Regions from separate parts of the Mus musculus genome. Here region 1 is linked to region 2. The links are chromatin contacts, called in public promoter capture Hi-C maps. All regions are on one chromosome and are shown on one strand. Each heading gives the region's core, a stretch centred on a gene start, on an enhancer-like site or on the middle of the called end of the contact. The rest is flanking DNA. Distances are from core to core; before and after follow the strand shown. Region 1 has its middle 26 kb from the start of Dusp5. Region 2 overlaps Add3 (adducin 3 (gamma)).

Region 1 (3,599 bases), core at 182-2,681, 370 kb after region 2:
TGAAGCCTAGAAAATACTGAAAAATATTAGGAGGCAGGAGAAATAGAAACAATATTTCAATAATTCCACTATTGCCAGTAGAACCCCTGATGAGATCTTGATACTTTTTTTTTTCCTGCCTCTTTGTTGCCATTGCTATTTTTGTCTTGTCTTGTTTTGTTTTGTTTGAGACTAGGTTTCTCTATGTAGCCCTAGCTGTCTAGGAACTCTCTGTGTAGACCAGTCGGCCTCAACCTCACAGCTCCACCTGTCTTTGCCTCTGGAGTGCAGGGATTACAGTGTGCACTGTCATACCTAGCTATCCACTAGCTATTTATCTGGTGCTCCTGGAAATACTAACTTATACACATAGTGGAGTTGGGCAAATGGCTCCATCAGTAAAACCTTTGCTGATCAAGCACGAGGCACGCTTGGATCCCCAGCTCTTACCAGGCATTGTGGCATCTTGTTAGCTCAGCTTTGAGGAGGCAGAAGCAGGAGCTGCCTGCAGACTGCTTGCTGGCCAGCTAGTCTTGATGACATCAATGAGCTCCAGGTTCACTGAGAAACCTTGTCTCAAAGAAACAAGGTGGGTGGAGCTAGAGAGATGGCTCAGCAGCTGAGAGCGCTGGCTCCTCTCCTAGAGAATCCAGGTTTGAGTTCCAGCACCCACAGGGCAAATCATAACTGTGACTCTAGTCCTGGGGGATCTGATGCCCTCTTCTGCCCTCTCTAGGCTCCAGGCATGCACGTAGTGCACATACATACATTCAAGGAAAATATTCATACACATAAAAAAAAAAAAGGAGAGTGATGAAGATGACACCCAAAGTGACCCCAGCCTCCACACAAACATGCCTACACATGTGTACACATGCATATGTCACACAAATGTGTGTGTGCACACACATAATAAAACAGACGTGTGTATACATAGATGTGCACACACACTTATAGTAAAGCAAAGACATGTATGTGTGTACACACACACAGTAAAGCCCAGGATCTCTGCACACCCAAATCCAAACAGAACAGCAGGCTATTTAAAGTGAAAAGTCAAATTTTACCCACAGGAGGAAATTTTTTTTTTTTTTGGTTTTTCGAGACAGGGTTTCTCTGTGTAGCCCTGGCTGTCCTGGAACTCACTCTGTAGACCAGGCTGGCCTCGAACTCAGAAATCTGCCTGCCTCTGCCTCCTGAGTGCTGGGATTAAAGGCATGCGCCACCACTGCCCGGAGGAAATCCTTTTCTTGTAGACGCCTTCCGACGTCGTCTGTTGCATACATAAGCACAAGTATGCACAGCATCACGTGTATACTTTGCCCTTTTCCACGTCACATGACTCCACATTTTTTTTTATGCCATTAAAAAAGAGCACCAGGCAAACCTGGTATTGACTGCTAATGTTTTTCATCCGGCTGGGAGATTTCAGTGTACTTAACCTTTTGCCCATTTCTGGACTTTTACCCAGGTGAGGAACAGGAAGGATTGAGTCAGAACGAAGTGTGGGAGGAGGAAGCTTGCCAGACTGTCCTGAGGTCCACCAGCCATGGCCCGGGTACTTCCCTAGTTTTTCTACCCTACCCTCCAGATGAGGAGAATGAGGCACAGGAGAGAGAAAAGAGGAGTCTGCTTGTGGGTTAGTAGCCAGAGTTCCAAGTACAATTTATCAGTGAAGGCCATGGCCATTGGACTTCACCAAGACTTACTGGGAAGATCCTAGGTTTTATGGTACACGCTGCTTAGCTAGAGACAGCATGACCCCTCATCCAGTCTGTCTCCCAGTCATCTCCCATCCCATCCTTCCAGGCATCAGGGATTCAGGGTGCAGAGGGCATAGTCTTCCTTTATGGCAGTTAACAGTTTCATGCAAATGGATGTGTCAACAAGCTGTCACTACCCACCATAGGAAAGGGACCAGCAAGGAGCGTTGGGGGTCCAACCCACCACAGCTTCCTCTCTCAGACAATCAAGTCTGAGACCAAGGTCAAGGAAGGCAGGTAGCAGGCCCTGAGTCAGGAGTCTGGTGCCTGGCAGGAAGTGCCAGGGAGGCTGACCCACCCCTGCACTCTCCTCTCCCCTCTGCATCAGCTCCCCCCCACACCCCATTTTCTGGTCTGTTCCTGGCTTCCTGCCCTTCACAACATGGCTTTCCAGGTTCCCAGGGCAGCAGAGTGGGTGGTAGGTCTCCGGCTTCTGAGAATGTTTTCAAGAATGCTATTGTGGTTTATTTTCTAGAAATTCAGGACATTTCCATCACACTTAGGAAAGGAGTGGGAGGCACAGGGCCCGATGAGCAGTCTGACTGGAATGCTGGTCTGGAATACTGGAAAGTGACTGACTGGGAATCGAGACTTAAGTTGACAAAGCCATAGGAACACACCCTGGCGATCTTAAACAGCAGAAGGGTTCACAACATAGGGGGATCTGAGATGTGACAGCTTATTGAAAAAAATAAGCAAAAAAATTTAAAAATACACAGGCCTAGAGCAGCAAGTAGGTGAAATGGACATTTCACCTAAGTGAAGGCTCAGAATGGTTTACCACTGAGGCCAGGTGGTACAGCGAAGGCGGTGGCAGCAGAGGGCCCTTAGAGTCTAGGAGCCAGGCCATGGGCTAGAAAAGCAGGCTTGCTTATCTTTGGTCTGCACCCAGATCTGCTGCACTAGGCTTGAAGGCTGCTGCGTTGCCCTTGGCCTTGGAGGGTAGGGGTCTGGGGGTAGGGCTGGGGGAGGGGAACCTGTTATCCAGAACAAAGTCCTGCCTGTTGGATGGGGCTTTGGGTCCTCTACCATGGCACCTCAGTGATGCTGTGGAGATGTAAAAGAAATCTAAGGAGAGAGGTTTGCACAGTGCCAGATGGTCAGTAGATGCCGGCAAGGGGCTCTTGGCCACTGGTGTATGACACGAGTGTGACACGCTTCTCTTTCAAATAAGGTACAGGTAGTTTTCATTCTAAATGGTGGCAGTGCCTGCCTTTGATACCAGCCTAGCACTCAAGGAGCTAGTCTACAGAGAGTGTTCCAGAACTGTCAGGGCTGCACAGAGAAATCCTGTCCCAGAAAACGAAAGGAAAAAAAGAAAAAAACAAAAAAAAAAACAATTTCTACCCACAGACACCCACTGTCAGTATTGAATGTTTCCAGTCAGTCTGGTTTCTATGCATTAGATGTAGCCCTTCCTTGATTCCTCCTCCCTCTCACCTTCCCCCCTCCCCTCTTCTCTCTCCTCCTCCTTCCCCTCCTCCCTCATTCTCTCCCCTTTCTTTTAAGTTCCTGTGAACAGCTGTTAGGGTCTGTGTACATAGCTGTGTGCCCTACCTTGTGCTGTTATTAACAATCGACAATCACCCTTCTTTTTTTTTTTTTTTTTTTTTTAAAGATTTATTTATTATATGTAAGTACACTGTAGCTGTCTTCAGACACTCCAGAAGAGGGCATCAGATCTTGTTACAGATGGTTGTGAGCCACCATGTGGTTGCGGGGATTTGAACTCCGTACCTTCGGAAGAGCAGTCGGGTGCTCTTACCCACTGAGCCATCTCACCAGCCCGACAATCACCCTTCTTAACAGCTGGATTTAGGAGGCTCACAGAGTGGCGTGTGTTTATAAATTATGAAC
Region 2 (3,249 bases), core at 424-2,923:
TATAGATTTGGGCTGGAAAGACACATCATCTCAGAGCACACTGGCCTCCTGTTTCAGATGATCCGGACTCAGTTCTCAGCACCCACATGGCAGCTTACAACTGCTGTAGAGTCCTCTTCTAGCCTGCATGGGCAACAGGCACACACATGGTACACGGCCACACATGAAGGTAAAGCACCCAGACACTTAAATAAAATGTAAAAAAGATAGTGTTTCATGTTTTTAAAAAGCTGAAGGGAGTAGGAGGGAGATGAGAGTAGGAATTGTGTATGGTTAAAGGCATGTTATGTGCATGGATGAAATTATCTAGGACTTTAAAAATACATAGAAACCTTGCGTGACTATAATGTAGAATTACTGGTGTTGATCCCTTCAAGCGTGTTTGTGCTTGAGATGAAGTGGCCTCCCCCTGAGGCGACTGTTCAAGTCTGTGCTGTCTCCCCCTTCAGGAAACTTTATATACACTCTTTTTCTTTTTCTTTTTTTTTTTTTCTTTTTGTCATTTCCACCTTGCTATGAATTAGGAAGTTATCACTTTTCTATGAAAAGGAAATGTCCCAGCAGTTCTGGCACTTGCTGCGAAAGAGGATGATCTTGGAACAGCCTTTTCTTCCTGCCATGTATCCCATGCTGCTGCTCCTTCCCCGTGCTGCTGCTCCTTCCCCGTGCTGCTGCTCCTTCCCCGTGCTGCTGCTCCTTCTTGCCTTGTTGTCTGTGAGTCGGTGACTTCGTTTTTCGGGGCTAGCTGTTTGTGTATCAGATCCACACTGGTGCGTCCTGCAAGGACTCGTGCAGTAGTGGTCTGCTGCACTCTGAGGTAAAAAGGGAGTTGGGAAAGACACTGAAAGAAGAAAGAAGTATTTACAAGTATTTTTAAGGCATTTCCTTAAAAAATGTCCACAACTCTGTGTCTTCTAAGCCTGCCTGTTTGTGCACACGACTGTTTCCTGTGTGTGTGTGTGTGTGTGTGTGTGTGTGTGTGTGTGTGTGTGTGTGATCACACTCCTGCCCATGCACTTGGGGTCTTTATGCACGCAAGCAGATTGTTTCTAGTATTCTAAATTCCTTCTAAAGGGGCGCTGAGGAGTACTGGTCTATATCACTATCAGTTATCGCTGGCCTGGCGTGAGCACCTTTTGCACGTGTTGCTCTGGTGCCTAGAACACTGTGTCAGTGTTTCTTTGCTTGAGTGACTTTTCTTTGAATGTACTGTTGTGGGACATGTGAGTTACAAAGCATTTTAATTCCATTTTAACTCCATTGCCTGGGATCTGGCTCAAGTCTGTGAGTCACGTCAAGGTCTGTGAAGGGCAGAAGGAGAATTCAGATTTCTAAGTTAGACTGTTGCCACGGAAACAACTTGGAGAAGAGGCAGATTATGTAGTGTGTGTCCAAGTATGCATGGAGGAGCTAAAGCTACTTGGCCGTGCTTGCTACCGCCTGTTTGTTCTAATAGCACAGCAAACACACCAGACCCTTGGGGCTCTCTATGTGAGAACAAGGTAACTAGAGGCTACCTGTGGACTTCCTAAAGATTGTCATTTAGAGACTTGCTGATACTTCATCAAAGAGGCCCGTGTGGGCGGACTGCGAAGGCCCAGGTCAGAGGGTGAGTGTGCGGAAGTCGGAAGTGAGGTCAGTAGAGCCGGGGCTTGGGAACAGTTGTGTGTTCAGATGCTGCTTCCTGCCCAGTGAAGAGAAAGTCCTGGAACCTCGCTCGCTGTTGGCTAAAGAGAGGCCTGTACGCTTGACAGGTCGCAGCTGTGTCCTGTGCGTGGTGTGAAAATGTGTTTGCTTCCCTGGTCAGTTAGCTTTTTTGCTTTCCTAATACATTAAAGTTTATTCCAGTGCTTCATGGAGCAAGAGGCTGGATTTGTGCCCAGACAGATGTTAGTATGAACAACAGCTAAATGGTAGGTTGTAGGCACACACTGAATTACAAATGGGGTTTGTGTGTTGTTAAACTTGAATGTGTGTGCGTGTGCGTATTGGTTTTAGTTTTCTCTGTATAGTCCTGGCTGTCCTGGAACTGATATGTAAACCAAGCTGTCCTGGATCTCAGAAATCCACCTGCTTCTGCCTCCTGAGTGCTGAAGTTAAATATTCATTCCATGGCTGGCTTTAAAATTTAATTTATATGTCATATTTTAAAGCATATGTGTTTTTCCCGCATGTATATCTGAGCACCATATGGATGAAGTTCCAGTGGAGGCCAGAGAGGGCATCGGAATCTCTGGAACTGAGTTGTGGAGAGTTGTGAGCCTCCAAGCGATGCTGAGAACTTAATCTGGGTCCTCTATAAGAAAGAGCAGCCAGTGCTCTTCACTTCTGAACCATCTCTACTGAATTTTCTCTTTCTTTTTCAAGAAAATGTTTCTCTGTGTTGCCCTGTCTATCTTGGAACTTGCGCTGTACACCAGGTTAGCCTCAAATTCAGAGATCCACCTGCCTGCCTCTCTCTCTCTCTCTCTCTCTCTCTCTCTGTCTCTCTCTCTGTATATTTCTCTGTGTGTATCCCTCTGTCTCTGTCTCTCTGTATATCTCTCTGTGTATATCTTTCTTTCTCTCTGTCTCTCTCTCTTTCTCTCTCAAAATACAGGGTCTTACTATGTAACCATGGCTGTCCTGGAACTCACTATGTAGACTAGGCTACCTTTGAACTCAGAGATCTGCCTATCTCTGTCTCCTAAGTGCAGGGATTAAAGGCATGCGGCACCATTTCAGTCTTAGAATAAAATCTTAAAACTAAGTCTCAGAAGTACATGGATGCTTTAGGTTAGGCTACTACATACATGGACCTCCATGCCTAGATTATTTCTGTTTTTTTGTCATTTTTTTTGTTTTGCATGTGTGTGTATATGGATATTTTGCCTATATTGTATATCTGTATCACATTTGTGCCTGGTACCCAGAGAGGACAGAAGAGGGTCTTAGATTCCCTGGAACTGAAGTTACAAACAGTTGTGAGCTGCCATGTTTGTGCTGGGGAATGTACCCAGGTCCTCTAAAAGAGCAGCCAGTGGCCTTAACTGCTGAGCCATCATCTCTCCAGCCCTTTTATGTATTATTCTTAACATTGCGTATTTAGCAGTCTATTTGCTCTTGACCTCAGCTCTTCCTCACTGTGACTTTCTTCCCCATTCATCAGATTGTTTTGTTGAATATAGTTCTAAACTGACATTTAATTCTCACAGAAGTTGGAAGTTTTGTTATTCCTCTTTAGTCTTATTTTGAAGTCTGCTACAAGTG

Evidence for each region. Capture Hi-C pulls out chosen DNA fragments and counts their contacts.
Region 1: a promoter capture Hi-C map of liver shows a contact between it and region 2. The contact joins two enhancer-like sites. A contact is called at or near these places in 1 of 484 Hi-C or Micro-C datasets (natural killer cells), 2 of 115 datasets of contacts at active chromatin or transcription factors (pancreatic cancer cells and regulatory T cells) and 2 of 9 other capture datasets (adipose tissue and liver).

The regions. Positions count from the first base shown.
Region 1 is chr19:53,553,205-53,556,803 of GRCm38.p6, forward strand. No RefSeq gene overlaps it. Among named protein-coding and RNA genes, the nearest start is that of Dusp5, 26 kb to the left of the region's middle. Within about 2 kb of position 1,432, at least 91 of the 459 cell types and tissues checked have an H3K27ac peak or open chromatin away from gene starts, as enhancers often do. A contact at or near this core is called in liver, where this site is marked.
Region 2 is chr19:53,179,933-53,183,181 of GRCm38.p6, forward strand. The region is part of intron 1 of Add3 (adducin 3 (gamma)); the gene reads left to right. Among named protein-coding and RNA genes, the nearest start is that of Gm52402, 27 kb to the right of the region's middle. Within about 2 kb of position 1,674, at least 79 of the 459 cell types and tissues checked have an H3K27ac peak or open chromatin away from gene starts, as enhancers often do. A contact at or near this core is called in liver, where this site is marked.